Regions from separate parts of the Mus musculus genome. Here regions 1 and 3 are each linked to region 2. The links are chromatin contacts, called in public Hi-C and HiChIP or PLAC-seq maps. All regions are on one chromosome and are shown on one strand. The core of a region is the stretch at or near the end of the contact, and the rest is flanking DNA. Distances in the headings are between cores, read along the strand shown.

Region 1 (3,637 bases), core at 905-3,404, 1.4 Mb before region 2:
TGTTCTGGGTACCCACTACATTGTTGACTCCAGGAAAGGAAAACTGCCCCATCTGAGAATGCTTAGCTGCCACCTGACTTGAGGACTGACCTTAAATCGAGAGATTTAAACATGATAAAAGAGAAATAAAAGATCGTTCTCCACTGGTACCATTCCCACCACGTTCTCCCTGGCGGTTCCCAGCAATCTGTTCCTAAGCTTTGACATCTGGCCATTTGCCTGGCTTGTAGGTGTGTGCAAACTCAAGCGGGCACCTGGGAACATGGCACAGGCCTGTAATACCAGGCTGAGAAAGGAGCAAGCTTGAGGCCGGCCTGGGCTGCATAGGAAAACTGTCTCAAACAAAGCAAAACAAACAGAAAACCTAGTGGAAACTTTACAAGCGTCCAGGTGCACTATGGTTATTGGGAGTCGGGAGTGGGGAGTCTCCTGGCAGGGATGCACTCTCACCCCCATCCCTTCCCCCTCCCCCTCAGCTTGCAAATACCAGTAAGGGAACCCTTCTGGAGACTACTAGATGTTTTCCTTGTCGAGTCAGTCCATTCTAATTTCAGGAGTGGAGCGAGATTCTCCCTTGGGCTTTCTAGGGTGTCACCTCTGGCATTTGCTCTCACTGAAGAAAAACAAGTTTAAATGTAATGCACCGGGTTTCTTTCTGAACAGCTGCCTGAGCACAGAAATCGGAAGGTCAGCAAAGCTGTCCTGGGGTTGGGGACAGGTATTGAGGAGGGTGGTACCGGAGAGCAGGGTGCAGGAATGGCGGTTAGAGCTGGGAGGTTCCCAAGGGCTACTCGCCAGGTGAGCTCCAGGTCTCCTAAGCTCGCCAGGCTGCCGGAGAAGGCAAGGCGGAGGCCCCAGGCGGGGCGGGCTGGGTTGGGAACAGAGCAGCTGCGCCCGCCGCCGGGGGGCCGGCGCCCTCCCAGCAGAGCATGCAGGACGTGCGCGACGTGTGGCAGCCTCTGCGCAGACTTTTCCACTGCAGTGTGGGGTTCCGCGAGCGCCTCCAATCACAGCTCAGCTTCACCGCGACGTGTGCAGCTTGCGCTAAGCAAGGCAGATCTTCTGAGCGGAGGCTTCCTTCGCTAAAATCACATTTAAAGTGTCTTGTCTCCACGGCCTCCCGTGCAGCGGTCCTCACCGAAAGATCCCTTAGATCGTCGCTGAATAAATGAACTCTGGCGGTTCAACGATTGCCTGTTATGCATGTATCTCCAGCCTATGCAAAGTGCAAAAATCGGAAAGGAAGCGAGGGCATGTTCACATCAAACAAAATATAGCCGGTGTGCTAGAGCGGGCGCGTGGGGGTTGGGTGGGTGACATGAATTTAGGATCTAGCTGTCCCTTGATAGTTACTTTGGGGCTCATAGTCCGGTAATGGGAGAGGGAATGGGGTCTACTTTTAATCACTACTTGCAGAAGGGGTATGGAATATGGCCCATGTTGAAAGGGAAAATAATACCAACCGCCCCCCGCATCCCAAAGTTCCTTTTCGGTCGAACCTTCCTTCCTTCCTTATTTATTTATTGCCCCCCTTCAAGCGCCAGGCACGGTAGCACTGAGTGAGGGGTAGCAACACTACCCAAGCATGTTTCCCGGGGATTCAGGAAAAGTATGCGCCCGTGCCCGGAGGTGGCAGTGTCAGCAATGGCAGGGGACATAGTGGGCGATAATGCACAGGTGTTACCAGGAGGCAGCTCTGACCTGCGTCTTCACTTGGACTGAGCCAGTCCCCAAATCATGTAACTATGGTGCATGGTGTTGGGGCTCCCACGGCTTGTAAGGCTGAACTGGGAAGATGCTTTTACATAGCTCTAGCTCTGTGTGTGTGTGTGTGTGTGTGTGTGTGTGTGTAGGGGTGGAGGACTGTCAACGAACCACATTGGACATTATCAGATCGCTGCTGCCTTCCAAGCACAGATGAGGAAAGTGGCTGGAATTATTTGGGGACTCCGTTCCTGTCTTGCGCCCTTAGGGAATAAACTTAGGGACGGAAAGGAGGACGAAAGAACCAGCCTGGGTTGCAGGAACAGAGCGTGCTGCTCTCGTCCACCCGCAGGGGGCGGCAGCAGGCTGTCTCTTGGCCTTGCCCACCCTTCTCTCCACGTGAAAGGGGGCTGGGACGCAAAGAATGCGGCCCGCCCCGAGGCTGACGCGCCGCGCTACCGGTCAGATCTTAAAAGGCCGGGCAGTGCGTGTGGCATCCCGACAGAACTGGAGAGGAGCAAGTGGCAGTGCTGGGTGTTGGGACCGTGGCTGTCACTGCGCTGGAGCATCCCTGAGCTTTTGAACAGAGCCGACTAGTCAGCAGTGCAGCAGCCGCAACTCCACGCCGCTCTCATCTGTCTCGTGTCTCCGCTCAGGCGATCCTTCCTCCGAGACTCCGCACAAAGCACATTTTCCAAAGCAGTGCAAGGGAGCGCCCAGCCGCGTGCAGGCGGACGCACCCTTCCTGTCCTTTGTTCCGGGGGGATCTGCTGCTGCTCTTCTCCCCAAGTCGGAGTCTTTCCTCCAGGGGTGGCGGGTCGCCGAATACAGCTACGAAGATGCCGTTGGAACTGACCCAGAGCCGGGTACAGAAGATCTGGGTGCCCGTCGATCACCGACCCTCGTTGCCCAGATGTGAGTGCAGGCAGCCACGTGGGGGGCTAGGTTGTAGATTGCGCCGCGTGCAGAGCCCGGCCATTGTGTGTGCAGCGGCTTTGTGCCGGTTCCCCTCTGCGGGAAGCGCACTCGTGCCGGTCGGCCCGGCCCGGCGAGGCGGGGGTGGCGGCCGGCTGCGTCTCCCAGGCTGGGCAGAAGGGGCGCTGTGGCTCCGGAAACCTCCTGTGTGCCCGGCCCGGCCTGGGCTCTCTGGGCCAGCGCCTCCCAGAGGCTGGAGAGACCTGGCTGCTCCGGAGTCACCCTGGCCGACTGCAGCAGGGGCGCGGCCGCCCACACCAACGCCCCCTTTTCTTTGGGTCTCCTCTGGTTCACGGTCTTTTTTCTTCCTCGGATCTTTGCACCTCTGTATATTTCCATCTTCGCCGTCACTCCCGTGACTGCAGATCCTTGGTTGCAGGGATGGTTTATGGGTTGGTGACTAGTGTTGTATTACAGACGCACTCGTTTACCCGGAGCACGGAATTTGCTGGCAGTTTCTCTTAGTGCCTCACCTGTTGCTGCTGTGAACGATTTGGGAAGGTTTCATTCACTTCCATCCCTAGATAGGAAGAGGTGCCTCTGGGAAGAGCGGATGGAATTGCTCTAAGGCAATGCTTCCCTCCCAGGCAGCAGGCCCAGGAGCCCACGGGGGTAAACAGGAGCGAGCTGCCCAGTGGACACGTTGCTCACATCACGTTTGTAGTTTGAGAATCTACTGGCAAAACTGGGAGGTGGTTTCCTGTCACCCTGGGACACTGGAACACCAGGCTGCAGGGTAGGTTTCTCTGCTGTCACGTTTCTCAGGATGGCCATCACAGGACATGACAGCTCTCGGAGCTTTGTGGGTCTGAGTCACTTACTGGTTTCCCTGCCTCCCTGTGGTGCAGTATGAGACCTCTAGCAGGTCTTCCCTGCTGGACCTGTGGGCTTCGGTGGAACTCTGTCCCCAAGACAGTCTCCTTTTCTTTTGCTCAAGTAAGTCAGAGGTAAGGGCTTG
Region 2 (3,521 bases), core at 416-2,915:
TCTACAGAGAGAGTTCCATGACAGCCAGGGCTACACTGAGAAACCCTATCGCAAAAAACAAAAGAAACAATAAATAAGAAAGAAATGAGTGTAAGTAAGTCAGAGTTTTGAAGCTGGACAATGGCGTTGCACACCTTTAGTCCCAGCACTAAAAAGGCAGAGACAGATATCTATGAGTTCAAAACCAGCCTGGGCCTGGTTCACTGAGCAAGTTCCAGGACAGCCAGGGCCACACAGAGAAACCCTGTCTTAGAAAAACAATAACATGCACAGAGTTTTGCAATCCAGTCAGTGGCAGTGGGACTGGGTTCAGTCTGTGATGACTTACTAAGAAGGTGGCATAAGGTCAGTAAGATGGCTCAGTGGCTAAAGGCGCTTGGTGCCAGATGTGACAACATGACTTCAATCCCAGGACCCTCAAGCTGGAAGGAAATAACCATTTACATGTGGCCCTTTGATCTCCGTATGGATGTATCTGTTTGGTGCAGCATGCACACATGCATAAACACATACACCAAAATAAGATAACAGAAATATGACGCAGTGCATGAGGGCTCAGTGGTAGAGCATTTGCCAGGCATACATAAGACATTAAACAAAACTTGTAGCACTGCTTAATAAACAACCTCTCTGGTCCCCATCGCCACCACAAGACTACCAAGAAAGTATTAATATAAAGTAGGGTGGTGTATATCTCTGATATCAACCAGCACTTGGGAAGCAGAGGCAGGTCTATCTCGTTTTTTGGCCAGCCTGGTGAGGTCCAGACCAGCCAAAGTTACATACTGAGATACTGTCTCTAAAACAAAAATATGTATCAGATAATGTACAAGAATTTTTATTAGTTCTGTTATATTGGTGGCATTTTGGCATTAATTGAAAAGATAATACGATTACTTGTTATGTTGATTACACAATTAAGTCTTCAAGGGTGAAGGTATACTGATATTCATATATTTATATAATTTACTATATGATGTAAGCAAATATGGAAAAACACTTAGCGGTCACTCCTAGGTGCGATGGACTGCACGCCTGTACCTTTGGGAACCCACATACTGAAACTATAGGATAGCAGTAGCAAGTCGGGAATGAAGCATTTATGTCATGGAGAGTTCTTCTCTCCATGAAAAAACTCGGCGACAATCTTGCCGGTGGGTACAACTATTACCTCTACTTTACCAGTAGTGGCCAAGCCCATGTCACTATTAAGCGGAGCAACTTGAGTTCCTCGTCTTGACCGACCGACCCCACCAGGGAAGTCTAAATGTAAAACCTCAGTGCTCAGCCTAGCGATTGTAAGCGATCAGTGAGTGCTTGTCTGCGACCACTTCTCGTGGAGCTGGAGGGCTTCGCGCCGAGCTGGGGAAGACTGCGCCGGAGAGGGCTCCAAGCCGAGGGAGGGGTCGCGGCCAGCCTGAGTCACTTACCTCGTCGCGGCATTGCTTTTGGCACATCTGGCAGTACCAGCGAAGCTTCTGGAGCCCTTTGGACTTAATTCTATTGGCGATGGCCTTGGGGCTCAGAAAATCCGACTTGCCCATGGCGACCCTGAGCGCTACAACTACAAAGCGGTCGGAAGCGGAACTGGCTCAGCGCGGGGACAGGCGGGACCGAAATTGACAGCAGGAAATGGGTGGGGCCAGGGAACTCGCGGCTTCGGCGCTCACGAGATTTAGCGAGACCGAGGACGCAGGCGGAGCGGGCCGGGGCGCCTGAGCTCCCGCGCACGCGCACTGAGTCCCGTCTGCCCGACCTTCAAGGCTCCACCATGTTCTCGCGGGCGAGCGTTGTCGGGCTGTCGGCCTGCGCCGTGCAGCCGCAATGGTAGGACCACATCGGGAGGGATGCGGGGGCTCGGGCTTGCTGCGAGGCAGGAGGGATGGAGCTGCATGCTCACTCCTGGCGGAAGAAGGCCCCAGCTCAGGCCGCGGGGATGTCTGCAGAGCTGGAAGGTTGCGTGCCGGACCCCTGGTAGGGGTCAAAGAGAACAAGGTCACGGTCTGATCCCCTGAGACTGGAACGGCCATCCGGGACCTCGGGACCCGGACGGGATTCGGGTTGAGCTTTGGAGCCATCTGGGTTTCGATCAACTCCGTACTTCCGCTCCGTACCCGGGAGCACAGCTTGCAAAGTCTTTAGAAAGGCCCTGAAGGTGAAGGGGCGACCGGGGAACGTTTGGTTGTAACTTTTGGCTTTGAAGCCCTGTGAAACACTGCACGGGGGAGCAGCGTGACCCTTTAAGGTGTGATGGCTTGCTTGAGCTCTTTGGTAAGGCATTCACTGTGTAGCCATCCGACTCTTTGCTGGGTACTGGAGAAACGAAGGAACTCAAAATCAGCCCCCGCCTGAACCTGCTGGTCGCCTTGGTGCTAAAGGGGTTTAAAAAAATCTGCCGATGAGGAAGAGAAAGACATTGCCATTGTCATCATGCCCTCGTGTTGAAGTACAATCTCTGCAAGGTCATAAAACTGTCCCAAGGTCCCTCGGTAGGAGGAGGAGGCCTTAATACAGTTACATTTGTTAGCCTCCATTTGATAAAGGGATACCATAAGGTTGGGCGACTTTAAATACTAATCCTCTGTGCAAAATAAAATAGTTGTATATTAGAATGCCCAGGGAAGGTCAGGTAAAACGTGACTTATGGGTGACGTTGTATAATAACATGAACTACTTTGAAGCTAGACTGCTAGAAGAACTGGTGCTAAGGAGATTGTTAACTGTGGACAGTGTTTTAGTGGTTCCTTGTTTTTATGGTACAGAGGATTATTAAGGCGCTCCAGCACTGAACTAGGGTTTTGTAACCTAGGTTAGAGAACTGCCAAGAACTAGTTGAAATAGTTCTTTCATTAAGCAAAGAATTTGTAGCAATATGCTAAGACTCCAAAGTAGTGAGGCAATTAAATACGATAGATATGAACTATGTATTGGAAGAATGTTGGTGGTGCACACCTTTGATCTCAGCAACTCAGGATGCAGAGGCAGGTGGGTGTCTGAGTTCTGGGCCAGCCTAGTCTGCAAAAGGAGTTCCAGAGAATGTGTGTGTGTGTGTGTGTGTGTGTGTGTGTGTGTGTTCGTTCAGATGTTGTTAGATTAACCTTGGAAGTCAGCTTGAGTTACTTATATGGAGGTCAATAACAGTTGCATTCTCAGTTGTGTCTCCTTCAGCCAGTAGATATTTGTGGAGTGCCTGCCCTGCACCAGTTGGCACTTCTTAGGTGATAAGATGTGAAGGGTCTTTGTTGGCATCCAGTGGTCCTCAGCAAACATCAGCTGTCTCCCGTGTTTGTGTATACAATGTGTGAAAAGACTATTCTTTTGTCAAGTGTAGTGAGGCCACTGTCAGAATTTGATACGCTTCCAATGTTTTCTTGAGAGTTAGCTAGGTATTAGCTGGTTAGGTGTTCACTAGTTAGCTAGTTGGGTGTTTTCCTTAACTCTACACTATGTAGCATCACACACTCCCAGCATTCCTTCCAGACTGCTGATTCGTTCATAGGCATCAAGTCTAACTCCTTCCT
Region 3 (3,556 bases), core at 100-2,599, 1.3 Mb before region 2:
CTTTTTCTTTGGCACAGAGAGTGTCTTGCGACAGGTTGAATAAGCAGCCTGAAGGTTTGCCAGCGTCATGAGATGAGGAAGCACAGCAAGAGAAAAAGCGGGAGGCTGGGCTGTAGGGGAGGGGCAGCGGAAGCTTGCCATCATGTGGTTTAAATGGCTCAAACGCGATTAAAGGCGGGCATCAGTGCAAGCCCTTTAGCCTTCCAGGAAGCCTGGCCCTTCCCTTGGGTTGTTTGTTTAGCATGGTCTGGTGGGCTGGTTTGGTTACTTCCCCAAACTCATGAGCAAAGAGTGTTCTAGGTAGAGCGGGGATGTGGTCATTCCAGCCACGGAGGCAACTGAATTTAGGGTACCTGCATCTGAACTTAAAAACTCTAGGTCCAATCAAATTGTCACTGTGAAAAATGTCTGACACAGAGGGGACCATACCGAGTAGAGATGGAGGGAGAAGTAAGTGCTAGAGTTTTGTGTTCTTTTTTCTGCCGCTAGTATGTGGAAACAAATTTGAGCGCACATCTCGTGAGGTGCACATGAGACTGGAGAGAAAAAGCAGCGTTGAAGTTATTAGGCCAGCAGAAGGAACCGGGGTTGGATCGCTGCATTAGATCTGAGCTGAGTTAGTGACCACATGGAGATGTCCCTCATAACTCTCTTCCTAAATTTTCTCACCAAAACACCCAAATCCTTCTGCCCTGGCTTTCCTTAATTTACAACATGACCCCCTTTTAGTGCCCTACGCAGTTAGCTACAGTCTACTCTCTGTCTTCTTCACTCCCTGATCTTAGGGGGAAGACGTCATGGTGTGTTGGTTGATTCTAGAAACCTTGCGACACAGCAGGTGGCTGCAGAGGAATTACTGGTAGTGAAAAATAACAGCCAGCCCCCACCCCTTCTCTTGCAAGTGTCAGGAAGAGGAAGTGACATAGGAGAGTAGACAGCTTGCATTACAACATGGGAGGGTGAGTACCATATCAGGAGACTGACCATGTCTCAGATACCCATGGACAATGCCACTCCTCACTTGGTAAATGACAAGAGTGAAGCTCACTTCAGTTGGTAAGTTTATGGGTCTTCTGCACGGGAGCATTTAAGAAACTCAGCAACAACTATCTCCTGGTTGGCGAACATCTTCTTAGGTGCTGAAAGCATTGCTCATCAGCTCTCTCCTTTCTAGAACCTACTATCTGTGGCTCTTCCTGGGGAATTGTAAGAGAACTGAGCAGACCATGACCCCAAACTCTCTGTCAGCAACAGTATTTGCACTGTCATCTGTAGTGTTCTTTGCTGGTTTCAGGGAGGTTTGCACTGGTCTGTTTGTGTGACCTGAGTGTTTACCCAGTGAATACAATCAATACGATCCTTTCATTGATGAAGAGACTGAGCTCAGGAGGGCAAAGAGCTCCACAAAGACCTGTCTACTGAGAGTCCTTGATCACATGACCTGAGAGGCTCGCTGTCAGGGCTCTGAATCACTTTATGACAAGCAGGTTTTCCCCTTTATTTCCTACAATACACCCCATTCACTAGTATTTATTAATTGTACACAGTAATAATGGGCTCTATTGTGACATTTTGTCCTTGCATCGTACCATCCTTTGGCTAGACATCTTTCTATTACTCTCTCTCTCTTTTTTTTTTTTGAGACAGGGTTTCTCTGTATAGTCCTGGCTGTCCTGGAACTCACTTTGTAAACCAGGCTGGCCTCGAACTCAGAAATCCGCCTGCCTCTGCCTCCTGAGTGCTGGGATTACTCTTGTAGATTGCCCTCAAGCTTCCCTTGAAGGATGCTCACGGTGAAGGAAGGAAGGAAGCAGGAGAATCCAGTTCATTTTGGTTCACAAAACGTTTTCGACGGCAGTAGCATCTTCTGTCACGTTCCTCTGCTGCCCTCTAGTGGTGATCTAGCCTCAAGTTATGTGCGTGAGTGTGTGTGATGTGTATGGTGTGTGTGCATGTATGTGTATATGTGTGGTATGTGTGATGTATATGGTATGTGTGTGGTGTATATGGTGTAATGTGTATGGTGTGTGTGCATGTGTGTGATATGTATGGTGTGGTGTGTGTGATGTGTATGGTATATGTGTGTATGTGTGAGATGTGTATGGTGGGTAGTGTGATGTGTATCGTGTGTGTGTGTGTGTGTGTGTGTGTGTGTGTGTGTGTGAAGGCTAATCTTTATTTTCAACCTGATGGGATTTAGGATCATTCTGGAAACAGATACCTGGGTTTGTCTGTAAAGTACTATCTAGATTATATTAATTGAAGTAGAACCCACCCTGAATGGTCTGGGTTGGAGTCTCTGACTGAACAGAGGAGAAATAGAGCTGAGCAGCCTCAGGCACCACTCTGCTTCCTGAATGCAGAATGTGTGACCCGCTGCCCCACACAGCTGCTGTCCTTTCCCACTGTGGACTGCATCCTTGGAACTGTGAGCCACAACAACCCTTCCTTCCTTGGGATGCTCTTCTCAGGTCTATCTTAGCATTGACTCAAGTGATGAACCCAGTCAGTGTATATATACAGAAGAGAAATATATATATATTTCCCTCCCTCCCTCCCTCCCTCCCTCCCTCCCTCCCTCCCTCCCTCCCTCCCTCTTCCCCTCTTCTGCTTCTCTTCCTTCCTTCTTGTAGCAGTTCGTATTAAAACCGCTCCATGCTCCCAGGTGGGTACTCGAGGCTCCCCTGGACCAGCCAGAGTGCTCTGTATTCACGAATGAAAGACAACAAACACGCTGCGATATTTTAAATATGCCTTAAGTAGCCCAATGGCTGGGCCACTCCTGAACCTCCCTGTGGCTAACACACTCACTTCAGATATTCTTGAGTTATTACTTTCTAAAATCTATCCTGCATCTCTGCTACCCCAGATCCAAATGGGGAGTGGCCCGGGACTGCTTTCCCGTGGTTCTTACATGGCTGCTTCTCTGTCTTCCGTGGCTCTCAAGGCTCTCATGTTTGTACCCTCTTCCTTCCTTCTGCCCTGGGGATTCTCCTTCTCTCTGTCCTGTGTTCCTCTCTGGGAATCCTCAGAGTCCCGCCTCTATCCCCCTGCCTAGCCATTGTCTGCTGGCTCTTTATTGACCAGTCAACAAACCAACCTTGGCAGGGACCAGCAGTGGACGTGCAAATTCCTATGTAAGCAGAAATCAAATCCCCAACACTTCCCTTGCACCTAATGTGTGTGAAACCCTGACTGCAGGACTGAGAATGTGGAGATAAAAGTTTGCGACAATATTCCCTCAGCTAGGATGTTCTGACTTCTCTTCTGCATCGAAAGAAGCAAAGAAGACTTAAAATTCTGCAGAAGAGTAGCGGGAGATGCTCTTGCTCTTGCTGGCTCTTTGGTACAAGGCAAAACTGTGATCCCGAGATGTCAAACCAGGAAATCAGTGGCTTTTAATGCAGTGTCTCCGTACTGAGTTCTGACTACTTCCTCCCTCTCTCCCTCCCCCTCCTTTCTTCTCCCCCCTCCCCCCTTTGTATTCACAGACTGGACAGTGTCTCCCATCACTTGCTCGCACAACTGGAGAGATTGTTTCCATCTGTGCCGCAAC

Evidence for each region. A called contact is a pair of places that touch in the nucleus more often than the background predicts. HiChIP or PLAC-seq counts read pairs in DNA pulled down with a chosen protein or histone mark.
Region 1: an H3K4me3 HiChIP or PLAC-seq map of embryonic forebrain shows a contact between it and region 2, with 4 times the contacts expected there. The contact joins the promoter of Pfkfb3 here to the promoter of Atp5c1 in region 2. A contact is called at or near these places in 2 of 39 promoter capture datasets (hippocampal neurons and pre-B cells) and 2 of 115 datasets of contacts at active chromatin or transcription factors (astrocytes and embryonic forebrain).
Region 3: a contact with region 2 is called in a Hi-C map of B cells, with 8 read pairs. The contact joins the enhancer-like site here to the promoter of Atp5c1 in region 2. A contact is called at or near these places in 4 of 39 promoter capture datasets (the 3T3-L1 cell line, hippocampal neurons, liver and 1 more) and 1 of 484 Hi-C or Micro-C datasets (B cells).

The regions. Positions count from the first base shown.
Region 1 is chr2:11,500,607-11,504,243 of GRCm38.p6, reverse strand. It overlaps Pfkfb3 (6-phosphofructo-2-kinase/fructose-2,6-biphosphatase 3), which reads left to right and starts at 2,154. Exons shown (of 18, transcript NM_001177753.1): 1 at 2,154-2,619. The coding sequence starts at 2,544. Gm52500 (a long non-coding RNA gene) reads right to left here and starts at 2,234. Exons shown (of 3, transcript XR_003953759.1): 1 at 738-2,234; 2 at 1-90.
Region 2 is chr2:10,078,654-10,082,174 of GRCm38.p6, reverse strand. It overlaps Atp5c1 (ATP synthase, H+ transporting, mitochondrial F1 complex, gamma polypeptide 1), which reads left to right and starts at 1,665. Exons shown (of 10, transcript NM_020615.4): 1 at 1,665-1,827. The coding sequence starts at 1,772. Kin (Kin17 DNA and RNA binding protein) reads right to left here and starts at 1,563. Exons shown (of 5, transcript NM_025280.2): 1 at 1,431-1,563. The coding sequence starts at 1,544.
Region 3 is chr2:11,330,019-11,333,574 of GRCm38.p6, reverse strand. No RefSeq gene overlaps it. Among named protein-coding and RNA genes, the nearest start is that of Gm13293, 7.7 kb to the left of the region's middle. Within about 2 kb of position 1,349, at least 134 of the 459 cell types and tissues checked have an H3K27ac peak or open chromatin away from gene starts, as enhancers often do. A contact at or near this core is called in B cells, liver and pre-B cells, where this site is marked.